Regions from separate parts of the Mus musculus genome. Here regions 2, 3 and 4 are each linked to region 1. The links are chromatin contacts, called in public Hi-C and HiChIP or PLAC-seq maps. All regions are on one chromosome and are shown on one strand. Each heading gives the region's core, a stretch centred on a gene start, on an enhancer-like site or on the middle of the called end of the contact. The rest is flanking DNA. Distances are from core to core; before and after follow the strand shown.

Region 1 (3,134 bases), core at 306-2,805:
CATATCTTATACTCAGGACTTAATGATGTTTTACCGAATCATTTATACCCTTCCGTGTGTAGCTATGCCATCTCTGATAGTTCACATTTCCCATCCGTATTACCAAGATACCATTGGCCAGGGACTGTTAAAAACAAACTAACCAGAGTAACTAAAGCAAACAGCGCAGCAGATTTCTCTACTGTTCTGAAAGACTTGTAGAATGACCTACTAGAGGGAACTCTTCCCTGTTGGAAAGATGTGTGAAAAATTTATGCGGGGGACAGGTGGTGGGGGGGAGGAGGTACATAATAACAAATCAGGGGGTCAACAAGAACCCATATGGTAGGAGAAAAATGACGCCTGTAGGAAATCACACATGTGATTTCCACGTGTGGCTTGTCCTCGGAACTCTTAATCTCCTGCCTGCACCTTCCAAGCACTGGAATTCCAGACATATTGCCACCCTGGGCTCCATTACTCATATTTACTAAAATTTGTTATCTCGAAATGTTTACAGCTCAGCCCAGTATAAATGTGTCCCCATGATTTAAAAGAGCCACCTGTTGCAGAGAGACAGGCCTCACCTATTCCCAGAACAAGCAGAATTATAACAAGAACTTATGTCAATGGTCCCCCCTTCCTGACTTCTCAAAGGAAGGTCTGACTGATCACCCTTCTAAGTCCCTCTTCATCCTCTGTCACAGCCTTAAACTGCAGAATACTCTACAGCGCTTCTCTGCTCTTGCTTTCCCTCTTCCTCATAGGTGCAGCCTTTCCACTTGTAATAAAACTCCTCTTCCAGGTCTTTCCAGCTTGTAATCTGGTTCTTCGGATCAATCCAGGCCTGGGTTTTCCAACGAGCTTCTTAGAGATCTAACCCCTGGAGAAGCACCTTACTGAGCTTGCAGCACTCATTCAGAGCACAACTGGTCCAAGCAGAAGAAGCTCGAAAGCTAGCGGAGGGACATGAACGCTAAAACTCCCCTTAGCGCAGGCCTGAGCATGCCGGGGGTTACAACAGACACTCTCTGTCCCGGTGAGACAACGGCCTCAACCTTCACTTCAGGTGCTCTGGAAGGAAACAAGTTTTGGGGTTTGTGTTTTGGCTTCTCCATTCCTGAGGCCCGACGCAGTCTGGGTTACTGCGGTCTTGCGACCCAACAACTTGGTCTGGGCATGGGCCATGAAGAGGAGAAAGGTACTTTCTTCACTGTCAAGAGGATCGGGACTGGTGAAGGGGGGATCTAGGTGGCCCGGTGGAACGTGGCAGGCTGAAGGAGCCCAACGTGGAGGGCTGGGAACCCCCCGGGCAGCTCGGGGTGCCCCGCCCGCATCCCCGCGCCCCTCACGGCGCGGCCTAGAGCCGCGGCCTCGCGTCCAGCGCATCCGTGAAGGCGCGCACACCCGAGTCTACGTTCCGGATCAGACCGCCTGCCAGGGCCGCCGCGGCGCCACTCACCCGGCCTTCCGAGACGATTGTGCCCATGGGCCACGGCGGCGGCAGCGCGGAGCCCGGCCGCCCTGCGCGGAAGCCCGCCCACCGCCGGAGTCCGCCGCAGCGCCGAGCCTCCACGGAGTCCGCAAAGGGATGCACCGCGCGGGGTAAGAGAGCGGAGGCTGCCGGGAGTCCACGTCTGCGCCTGCGTGTGACTCGCGGAAGCAAAGCTGCACTCTCCGGCTCGCACTGCACCCTGCTGACGGGAGGACTACATTGCATCTCCTCTCTGCCGGCCAAGAGATGGCGCCATTGGCACAAGGTTTCGAGATTCATGTGCCTTCTGACCTTGGAGTAGGAGCCGAATCCCCTACTAGGCTCCAGGTATTCACTCCCAACTATTCCCTTATATACTAAATGGTGGAAATAAATTTGCAGGCGAGATGTTGCAGAATCTAATAGCATTAAAAACACACACTGAGCTAGGTCTTCAGAGAAAGAATGTAAACACTATAAACCTTGCTCGCTTGGAATAAAAATGCAGCAAATGGCAAAAGAAAGGTCAGAGAAACCAGGGCTTTGTGTAAATATGTTTTCCCCATATTTTTGGTTGCATGTAAAAATTATTTCAAGCTATAGCTGGACAGTTGTGACCCATGCCTTTAATCTCAGCCCTTGAGAGGCAGAGACAGAGATTTCTGAGTTCAAAGCCTGCCTGGTCTATATAGTGAGTTCCAGGACAGCCAGGACTACACAGAAACCCTATTTTGAAAAACAGCAACAATAACAACAACCCCCCCCCCCCCCCGCAAAGGGTGGTGGTGGTGGTGAATTCAAGCTGAAAAATGTATCAGTCAGGGTTCTCTATAGTCAGAGGACCTATAGACTGTCTATATATATTAAATGAATTTATTGCAATGATTTACACTCTGCAGTCCAACTAACCTGACAATGGGCAGCTGTGAATGGGAAACCCAAGAATCTAGTAGTTGCTCTGTCCCACGAAGTAGGTTGTTTCATCTGGTCTTCTGTCTAAGCTACAATCTGAAGAAATCGGTTCCAACAGAGATGCTGTCAAGTAAGTGCAAGAAGGTGACGAGGAGTGAGTCAATCTTCTTTCTCCCAATGTCTTTATGTCCTCAAGTTCCACACCTGGATCCGGAACTTGCTTTGTCCCAGGCTGGCCTTGAACTCAGAGAACTGCTTGCCTCAGTGTCCTGGGATTAAAGTTGTGCACTACCTTGCCTGGGCTGTCTCATGATCTCCATGTCAAGATCTGGGTCAGCAGCCTGTGTCTTCCAGCCTCAAGATCCTGTGTGCCCTCCATTTCTGGATTGTAGTTCATTCCAGATGTAGTCGAGTTGAAAACCAGGAATAGCCATCATAAAACTGTGGAGGTGGACCTTACACAAGTGAACACACCAACATTATAATCTGATTTACAAGAAAGTGTTCAAATAATTCTGAAAGTGCCAGGCGTGGTGGCACACGCCTTTAATCCCAGCACTCGGGAGGCAGAGGCAGGGGGATTTCTGAGTTCGAGGCCAGCCTGGTCTACAGAGTGAGTTCCAGGACAGCCAGAGCTATACAGAGAAACCCTGTCTCGAAAAGCCAAATAAATAAATAAATAATAAAAATTTAAAAAATTTTAAAAATTCTGAAAGCTTGAAAATGCAAGCCTGGAATAAAGTACCAGCTTGTGGCAGATAAACATAAA
Region 2 (3,134 bases), core at 425-2,924, 430 kb before region 1:
CAAGTGGGGATGATAATAATGGTTATGATGTTAGCTACTTCATTAGATTATGAAGGTAGAATGAACAATGTATGTAATTCTTCCCACCACAGGCCTACTATGTATAAGTATTTACTATGTTGCCAACATCCTGTCATTTGTATATAACCTTTTAAAAGCAATTGAAGCCTGATTTACAGAAACAGGCTGTGGATGGTCAGTAGTAGAGTCTCTACAATGTGTTTTAAATAATTAATCAGAGGACATATGAAGGTCCCTAAGCCCCTGCATATATTTAATCTCCTAAAATACTCAGTGGGAAACATAGTCATGGAGAATATGTTTCCTGACTTAAGGCATAGCTGTGTGATCACTCTGTCATTTCTCCCCAACCCAGTAGGATCTACTGAAGACTGGCTGGAGAAGCCAGTCCTTTCATCTTTGAACAAGAGGATCCTTAGCAGTCACAGACTGGGGCAGAAGTGGGGACCATCACTCCAGCCCTTTGACCTTGTTCCCAGGCATGACACACTTTTCTGCCAAATGTAATAGCCAAAATATAATGGAGGCCTACTATGTGCCAGACTTTGATGTCCTGAGGTCATCATACTTCAGGGCTGGAAGCACAGCCTCTGTATTGTAAGATCCTGACTTGTGGGCTAGTTCAGTGCTTATGTATCAACAAATGGCAAAGTGGATTAATTTTGGCCAAATATTTTTGTAACCTTTAAAACTCTGTGCATTGGTTTTGATGGTTCATATACATTATAGGGAAGTATCGCCATTTGTGGCTTCTTAACACAGCCCCAAGTATCAGTTGATCAAGTCACCAAGCACTTCCATGTCTCAGTGTCATCTGTAGAGTCACATTAGAAGCTGAAACTCTCCGTACCTGTGGCCATTTAAAGATGATGTATGTCAGTAACCAGAAGCCTGCTGAGGAGAACATGGGGTAGGGTGGAGTATTTAAATAGTGTTACTATTTAAATTCTCATACTAATCTGGCCTTCCTGTACTGCACAACAAAAATGTAATTTTATTAAGTGCGCGAAAATCTACCACCCCTTGTTATAGAGACAATCATGAACATTAGCAGCATGGCATAAAAACTCTTAAAAAGACAAATACACCCTAGTGACGAAAAGTTGCTGCCGAAATGCTGTACAGTTTACAGCAGTTCAAAACATCAAAAATCATTCATAAGACTCCACCAAGAAGCCTCTATGCCACTACAGAGCTGTGTCCAAACACACTCGTAGGTAATTAAAAAGCAAACCAAAACAAAAGCAACTCGTAAGCCCTTTGTAATGCAAAATGGATTAAATAAAACACTTCTTTCTGCCGGCGACCTTAGCCCTTCCCACTGGCTGCTCATTTATGGTTTTTCAGCTAAGCAAGAAGAGACTGCTCTCGCGCCCCCCTTTCTGGCACTCAGGCGGCTGAGGCTCTGGCGTCCGTCCCGCTTCGCGCTGCCTGCGGCGTCGCTCCCCGCCCGGTGACTGCTTCATCCAGACCTCCTGCAGCCTCCGGGTCCCAGTCGCGGCAGAGCGACAAGTGGCCAGTGAGGCGTGAGGATGGAGGGTGGGGACAGAGCCAGCAGGAGGAAGGCCGAGAGCGCTCGCGGAACGCAACCAGGCGCGCGTCCCTGAGCCGGCGTGGCGAGCGCCCTCTGGCCGGTGCCGCCACCGGAGTACCCTTGGGTCGCCAGGCCCGCGCCAGTCCCCGCCATCCGAGCAACAGCGGCGCTGCTCTGGGACCGCGGCCGCGACACCAGGTAGGACCCAGGGTCCCAAGTTACCACCGAGGAGTGAGCAGACTGGAGGTGCCAAAGATCAGGGCCTGAAGGGCCACCCGAATGTCTCTTGCAAGTGTTCCAGGAAAGGGTAGGGGACTGTCAGGAGTAACAGGGGTGAGAACAAAATCGAGAAAAAGCAAACTTTGGGGCTCCTCCAGTCGTTGGTTTCTTGTGTGCTGGCGACCTTGACCAGTGGAAGCTGGGGTCAGGGACTGAGGGGCGCTTCCTTCTTCCTTTGCGTTTCCTTAGCACCCGAGGAAAGGCAGGCTAGGAAAAAGGAAACAGTTGCAACTTTATGTGTTCTCCACAAAACAAAAACAAAAACAAAACCATAGACTTGTAAGGAGTGTTTTCTGTCCTAGGAGACCTGTCCATGGAGAACACCTAGTTTTCTGGGAATTTGCTGCAGCGCTTGATTCGGGTTTTTGTTTGTTTTGTTTTGTTTTTCAGGGGCTAGGTTGTATTTTAGGTGTTTGTTTGTTGTTTGATTTTAAAAGTTGAGGTATTCACTTCCTTAGAACAAGATTATTTTCTAGCTTTGAGTGTCACATGTTAAGATGCATTTTGTTATATGCAACCTCTTTGTTCCACTGGAGTTTTAAGAGCTGGCATTATCAAAGTACCACGGGTGACTTTAATGACTCCATGTGGGCGTGGGAGAGAGGTCCAACGGCGGGCTGAACCTTAGTGATTCTGGTGTTCTCTGCAAGGGGAGCGTCACAGAGCTGCCCTGTCCTCTGGGCTGTCCTGCTACTATGTGGGCTGGCCATGGTGCTAATAAAAGATTATTCAGTGGTGACACAGCTGGGTATGTGTGGAGATGGGAGGGCGGAGGGCAGGGGTGGGGGTTGGGGGGGAGGGAGAAAGAGCTTGGGCTGTCAGTGGGAAAAATGGACCGTTTGTGCCCAAGCCCCAGTCCTTTAAGCTGCAGGTGCCTTTTGAGAACACAGACCTAGACTGGGGAATTGTGTGATGAACCTCAGACAAGATATGGGGGATCTGCCTTTGTCTTCTCAGCTCAGTTCATTTGTCCCTTTCATTTAGCAAAGGAAAAGTCTCGGGATTCAGGAGTCAAGGAAACAGAACTTAATGGCTCCGTGCATTTGTCCTGGAAGCCATGCCCACCACTGCTTCTTCCTCCCCAGGGCTTGTTTCCTTGCCTGAGTAGTCCTTTTCTAAGATCTTGAGTACCTCACCCCACCCACACCCCAACCTTGTGAAACATCATCTTCATCCCGCCGCACCCCCCACCCCCTTATCTTTGAGAATGTGTAAAATGGCAGGCTTAAATGAGGATGCTTGCTCTCTCTTTTTTTAAAAAAAAATGCTGTGTCTTGTGGGAAGAAGGGTGACATTTACT
Region 3 (3,134 bases), core at 234-2,733, 410 kb before region 1:
AACGAAGAGGATCAGAGGTTCAAGGTCACCTTGGTTACAGGAAAGTTCATGGCTAGGCTGGGCTGTGAGCGACTCTGCCTCAAAAATAAACAAATACATCCATACTAGCCCTGGAAATGAATACATGAAAACAAATTAGATTCAATAACTGCCTAGGTAGAGGACGTTCATGACCCTCTTTCTAGGGAGCTGCAGTCAGTAAGGCTTCCCTCAGTGTCACCATCCTGCCACAGCAGACCCACCAGTGCTAGAGTGTTCTGTTTGTCTGGCGAATGTGAGGAAGCATATGTGGTGTGTGTAGTCTTGTGTATCTGCACACATGTGGAGGTGCATGCCTATGTAGAAGCCAGGGAAGGACACTGGGTGTCTTGCTCTATTATCTCTGCATCATTGCCTTGAAGCAGGCCTCTCACTCAATGTGGAGCTACCTCGCTAGCCTGGCAACTTGTGAGTCTCTGACATGACAGTGTTGAAGTGATGGACCAAGTGTTTGGCCACAGCCAGAGGGTGCCAGGGATCATAGAAATCAAGTATTCACCCTTACCTGGCCCTTTTCCACTGAGCCATTTCCCCAGGTCCTAGCTAGTGATTTTAGGTTTCAATCATATATATATTCAGTCATAGAAGAAGGGAAGACACTATGAAAGGTATAAAATAAGTCTAAGTGCCCTAACCTGTTGGGAAGAAACCCTTCAGACCAGTGGTTCTTAACCTTCCCAATGCTGTGGCCCTTAGTTCTTCATGTTGTGGTGACCACTAATCATGAAATTATTTCATTTCTACTTCATAACTTTAATTTTGGTACTATTATGAACCATAATGTAAATATCTGATAGACAACCCCCAAAGGGGTTGTGTGGGACTCACAGGTGGAGAACCACTGCCTTGGAACATTTCTTCCTACAAAATATTGTAGAAAATTTTCACCACATTCTTTTCCAATGCCTGAAATTCTCTGCCACCTTAGGACTTTGAAAGGCACGGATCACCTTAAAAACCCAGGTTCCGTGGACATTCCACGACACCTTAGCCTGGTTTAGTCAATGAGCAGAAACTGGACATTTTTTTAATTTTAAACTTTAAATTTGCCTTATTTGAGTTAAATATTTCTTGATCAGATATCTAACCACATTGGACATAATTTTGTGTATAGAGAGGAAAGAGGGATAAAAGGAGAAGATGCTAGCTAGCCCTCAGAAGACCTGTCTGTTGGAGAAGAAAGCAAACAGGGCTCGGTGAGAGCAGGTTGAGTAATGGCCGGTGCCTGAAGAATCCAGACAAGGCTGGGAAGCTCAGGGGAACTTCTGCAACCCCAGCAGCTTTCAGATTGTTTAACGTATGACTCAGAAAAAAAAAAATCTCATACATTCTCACTGCCGCAAAATCATGGTTAAGAAAAACAAAGGCACCATTAGACAGCGTAGAAGCAGCATGGCCACCCTCTCTGCTAGACCCACACATCCTTGAGTGCTCCCCTTGGGTCCTCTAGAAGGGCTCAAAGCACACGTGACTCTCTTTTTCTACCCTGGATTCTTTTGTTACTACATAGCGCCTGGGTCTTGGTAGTGGGCAGTGAATGCCAGCTCCTAGGTGAATCTTCTCTTACCTAAGCCGACAGCTGTAATCCTTATTCATAAGGTTCATCTCTGCTTTCACTTTTGATCCTTAACCTTTTATTGCCTATGGCTGAATTATTTCACAGCTAGGAAAATGAGCAGCAGAATGCTTGAGAATGGCTTAGTGAATTCCAACTCATAAATAAAGCTCAGACAGAAAAGCTTTCGCTTTCTGTTCTCCTTTGACCTTCAGCCTGTGTCACCTCCAGAGGCAGTTTTGCCCTGCTGTGCGGTTATGGTCATTTATGCTTGTAATCTACTCTGCAAATACTTCCTGGGAAAGGAACCACAGTCGTTGGTTTCTACACGGAGTTTTTCTTGCCCTCTTTTCTTACACCCTAAAGATACAATCCACCTCTTGAGAAATTCCTCAGGTCTTTGCACGCAAAGATGAAGGTAGCTCCAGACTCCACAGCTTCAATTTAACAAGTCTTGTTTTCCTTCCTGCATCAAGGTGAGGATTCTCCCACAGAGACAAGTTAATACCTTCTTCCAATGAGCAGTGATTGCCTCCAGCATCTTGAAACAAAGCCAATGTAGAAAGTTTTTCTGATCTTCACTTCCCGCCCAGAGCGTTTCCTGCTACAGCATCAGCTGTGTTGCTTACCCGGTATCCGCTATCTCCCTTTTCTGGTTGTATTTTATCTAAATCATCTTCACTCTAGTTGAGCTAAGGCGGTGTGGTTTTGCAAATTAAATCAGTTGTGGGTTTCTGCATATGTCTCCTCCCTGTGTTTACTAAGCTTTTTTTTTTTTTTAATTTTATTTTAAAAATATTGTATGTCTGTTTTTATCTTAGCAGCTGTGAAGGGAGGTTTGTTGGACTCAGGGCTCTTTTCAACCAAATCCCAGGCAATTTAGAAGGATGTGCTTGTAAGAAACAGGAATAAATGCTGTTGTGAGAGTGTCCCTTAAATATTGATGGAGTGAATTCCCTTTAAAATTTAAGTACATGCGTGAGAGATTATCTTGCACATACTTAAAAGAGTTCATGAGTCTAGATTTACACCTTTGTTTGGAGGCAAAGTCTGACATGTTCTTCCTTGCTGTTTTTCTGCGTGGTGCAGGCCAGATGGCCCCCAGGCCTCGCCTGTGTGCACCTCTTGTCTCTTCTTACCTCAAAAAATTCTGGGATTGCAGGTGCATGCAGCTGCCTAAGGGTTTTTTTTTTGTTTTTGTTTTTGTTTTGTTTTGTTTTGTTTTGTTTTGTTTTTTGGGTTTTTTTTTTTTCATAGTTTCTCCCGAAACTATGAAAAACTATGATCCACAGTTGAAACATCAGGTTTATGTGGCAGGTTGTTTTACCCACTGAGCCATCTCAACGCCTCCCCCCCCCCCCCCAAAAAAAAGGCAATTTTTAAGGAAGACAAGTCACACGGTCAGTGTAGAAAAGGAACAGGCCACATAAAAAGGCAGTTTGCTTTAGCTCCATCATTACGATCTGGGGAAACACATATGACATTCTCACCCTAACAGATTGGTCCTGGTGATTACTGAATGCAGTAGATAAAACAAGAT
Region 4 (3,134 bases), core at 292-2,791, 270 kb before region 1:
CGGGCCACTCCCCATTTGGATCTGGGGTAGCAGAGATGCAGGATAGATTTTAGAAAGTAATAACTCAAGAATATCTGAAGTGAGTGTGTTAGCCACAGGGAGGTTCAGGAGTGGCCCAGCCATTGGGCTACTTAAGGCATATTTAAAATATCGCAGCGTGTTTGTTGTCTTTCATTCGTGAATACAGAGCACTCTGGCTGGTCCAGGGGAGCCTCGAGTACCCACCTGGGAGCATGGAGCGGTTTTAATACGAACTGCTACAAGAAGGAAGGAAGAGAAGCAGAAGAGGGGAAGAGGGAGGGAGGGAGGGAGGGAGGGAGGGAGGGAGGGAGGGAGGGAGGGAGGGAAATATATATATATTTCTCTTCTGTATATATACACTGACTGGGTTCATCACTTGAGTCAATGCTAAGATAGACCTGAGAAGAGCATCCCAAGGAAGGAAGGGTTGTTGTGGCTCACAGTTCCAAGGATGCAGTCCACAGTGGGAAAGGACAGCAGCTGTGTGGGGCAGCGGGTCACACATTCTGCATTCAGGAAGCAGAGTGGTGCCTGAGGCTGCTCAGCTCTATTTCTCCTCTGTTCAGTCAGAGACTCCAACCCAGACCATTCAGGGTGGGTTCTACTTCAATTAATATAATCTAGATAGTACTTTACAGACAAACCCAGGTATCTGTTTCCAGAATGATCCTAAATCCCATCAGGTTGAAAATAAAGATTAGCCTTCACACACACACACACACACACACACACACACACACACACGATACACATCACACTACCCACCATACACATCTCACACATACACACATATACCATACACATCACACACACCACACCATACATATCACACACATGCACACACACCATACACATTACACCATATACACCACACACATACCATATACATCACACATACCACACATATACACATACATGCACACACACCATACACATCACACACACTCACGCACATAACTTGAGGCTAGATCACCACTAGAGGGCAGCAGAGGAACGTGACAGAAGATGCTACTGCCGTCGAAAACGTTTTGTGAACCAAAATGAACTGGATTCTCCTGCTTCCTTCCTTCCTTCACCGTGAGCATCCTTCAAGGGAAGCTTGAGGGCAATCTACAAGAGTAATCCCAGCACTCAGGAGGCAGAGGCAGGCGGATTTCTGAGTTCGAGGCCAGCCTGGTTTACAAAGTGAGTTCCAGGACAGCCAGGACTATACAGAGAAACCCTGTCTCAAAAAAAAAAAAGAGAGAGAGAGTAATAGAAAGATGTCTAGCCAAAGGATGGTACGATGCAAGGACAAAATGTCACAATAGAGCCCATTATTACTGTGTACAATTAATAAATACTAGTGAATGGGGTGTATTGTAGGAAATAAAGGGGAAAACCTGCTTGTCATAAAGTGATTCAGAGCCCTGACAGCGAGCCTCTCAGGTCATGTGATCAAGGACTCTCAGTAGACAGGTCTTTGTGGAGCTCTTTGCCCTCCTGAGCTCAGTCTCTTCATCAATGAAAGGATCGTATTGATTGTATTCACTGGGTAAACACTCAGGTCACACAAACAGACCAGTGCAAACCTCCCTGAAACCAGCAAAGAACACTACAGATGACAGTGCAAATACTGTTGCTGACAGAGAGTTTGGGGTCATGGTCTGCTCAGTTCTCTTACAATTCCCCAGGAAGAGCCACAGATAGTAGGTTCTAGAAAGGAGAGAGCTGATGAGCAATGCTTTCAGCACCTAAGAAGATGTTCGCCAACCAGGAGATAGTTGTTGCTGAGTTTCTTAAATGCTCCCGTGCAGAAGACCCATAAACTTACCAACTGAAGTGAGCTTCACTCTTGTCATTTACCAAGTGAGGAGTGGCATTGTCCATGGGTATCTGAGACATGGTCAGTCTCCTGATATGGTACTCACCCTCCCATGTTGTAATGCAAGCTGTCTACTCTCCTATGTCACTTCCTCTTCCTGACACTTGCAAGAGAAGGGGTGGGGGCTGGCTGTTATTTTTCACTACCAGTAATTCCTCTGCAGCCACCTGCTGTGTCGCAAGGTTTCTAGAATCAACCAACACACCATGACGTCTTCCCCCTAAGATCAGGGAGTGAAGAAGACAGAGAGTAGACTGTAGCTAACTGCGTAGGGCACTAAAAGGGGGTCATGTTGTAAATTAAGGAAAGCCAGGGCAGAAGGATTTGGGTGTTTTGGTGAGAAAATTTAGGAAGAGAGTTATGAGGGACATCTCCATGTGGTCACTAACTCAGCTCAGATCTAATGCAGCGATCCAACCCCGGTTCCTTCTGCTGGCCTAATAACTTCAACGCTGCTTTTTCTCTCCAGTCTCATGTGCACCTCACGAGATGTGCGCTCAAATTTGTTTCCACATACTAGCGGCAGAAAAAAGAACACAAAACTCTAGCACTTACTTCTCCCTCCATCTCTACTCGGTATGGTCCCCTCTGTGTCAGACATTTTTCACAGTGACAATTTGATTGGACCTAGAGTTTTTAAGTTCAGATGCAGGTACCCTAAATTCAGTTGCCTCCGTGGCTGGAATGACCACATCCCCGCTCTACCTAGAACACTCTTTGCTCATGAGTTTGGGGAAGTAACCAAACCAGCCCACCAGACCATGCTAAACAAACAACCCAAGGGAAGGGCCAGGCTTCCTGGAAGGCTAAAGGGCTTGCACTGATGCCCGCCTTTAATCGCGTTTGAGCCATTTAAACCACATGATGGCAAGCTTCCGCTGCCCCTCCCCTACAGCCCAGCCTCCCGCTTTTTCTCTTGCTGTGCTTCCTCATCTCATGACGCTGGCAAACCTTCAGGCTGCTTATTCAACCTGTCGCAAGACACTCTCTGTGCCAAAGAAAAAGAAAGAGAATGAAGGGGCCCTGTGCTGGCTCCAGGGCACTGGCTGCCAGGCTAGCCCAGGATGATGCAGCCCAAGGCCCCATCAATAGCTGGAGGCAAGCAACACAAACGAGCCTTCTGATTCAAAGTCTGCACCTAAGGAAAAAAAAAAAAAGAAGGAGCTAATTCTTAATGTCATGATCCTGTGCATCCATAGCCGAAGCCCATAGCCACTCACGTTCATACGATTACTCAAACAGATATTTG

The links. A called contact is a pair of places that touch in the nucleus more often than the background predicts. HiChIP or PLAC-seq counts read pairs in DNA pulled down with a chosen protein or histone mark.
Region 2: a contact with region 1 is called in a Hi-C map of muscle stem cells, with 5 times the contacts expected there. The contact joins the promoter of Prkcq here to the promoter of Rbm17 in region 1. A contact is called at or near these places in 6 of 39 promoter capture datasets (the HPC-7 cell line, hematopoietic stem and progenitor cells, hippocampal neurons and 2 more), 2 of 484 Hi-C or Micro-C datasets (muscle stem cells and pre-B cells), 3 of 115 datasets of contacts at active chromatin or transcription factors (the SCID.adh cell line, bone marrow-derived macrophages and regulatory T cells) and 2 of 9 other capture datasets (adipose tissue and liver).
Region 3: a contact with region 1 is called in an H3K4me3 HiChIP or PLAC-seq map of bone marrow-derived macrophages, with 4 times the contacts expected there. The contact joins the enhancer-like site here to the promoter of Rbm17 in region 1. A contact is called at or near these places in 1 of 484 Hi-C or Micro-C datasets (pre-B cells), 4 of 115 datasets of contacts at active chromatin or transcription factors (the SCID.adh cell line, T-cell acute lymphoblastic leukemia, Th17 cells and 1 more) and 2 of 9 other capture datasets (adipose tissue and liver).
Region 4: a contact with region 1 is called in a Hi-C map of neutrophils, with 6 times the contacts expected there. The contact joins the enhancer-like site here to the promoter of Rbm17 in region 1. A contact is called at or near these places in 14 of 39 promoter capture datasets (the 3T3-L1 cell line, 3T3-L1-derived adipocytes, the C10 cell line and 9 more), 5 of 15 datasets of contacts at CTCF or cohesin (CD8 T cells, embryonic stem cells, large pre-B cells and 2 more), 56 of 484 Hi-C or Micro-C datasets (B cells, the Ba/F3 cell line, the C10 cell line and 39 more), 35 of 115 datasets of contacts at active chromatin or transcription factors (the 230-238 cell line, DN3 thymocytes, the HPC-7 cell line and 22 more) and 5 of 9 other capture datasets (adipose tissue, embryonic stem cells, liver and 2 more).

What each region holds. Positions count from the first base shown.
Region 1 is chr2:11,601,644-11,604,777 of GRCm38.p6, forward strand. It overlaps Rbm17 (RNA binding motif protein 17), which reads right to left and starts at 1,556. Exons shown (of 12, transcript NM_152824.1): 1 at 1,442-1,556.
Region 2 is chr2:11,170,708-11,173,841 of GRCm38.p6, forward strand. Prkcq (protein kinase C, theta) reads left to right here and starts at 1,675. Exons shown (of 18, transcript NM_008859.2): 1 at 1,675-1,753.
Region 3 is chr2:11,191,163-11,194,296 of GRCm38.p6, forward strand. The region is part of intron 1 of Prkcq (protein kinase C, theta); the gene reads left to right. Among named protein-coding and RNA genes, the nearest start is that of Prkcq, 20 kb to the left of the region's middle. Within about 2 kb of position 1,484, at least 114 of the 459 cell types and tissues checked have an H3K27ac peak or open chromatin away from gene starts, as enhancers often do. A contact at or near this core is called in the SCID.adh cell line, T-cell acute lymphoblastic leukemia, Th17 cells and 4 more, where this site is marked.
Region 4 is chr2:11,330,685-11,333,818 of GRCm38.p6, forward strand. No RefSeq gene overlaps it. Among named protein-coding and RNA genes, the nearest start is that of Gm13293, 7.2 kb to the right of the region's middle. Within about 2 kb of position 1,542, at least 134 of the 459 cell types and tissues checked have an H3K27ac peak or open chromatin away from gene starts, as enhancers often do. A contact at or near this core is called in the 230-238 cell line, B cells, the Ba/F3 cell line and 24 more, where this site is marked.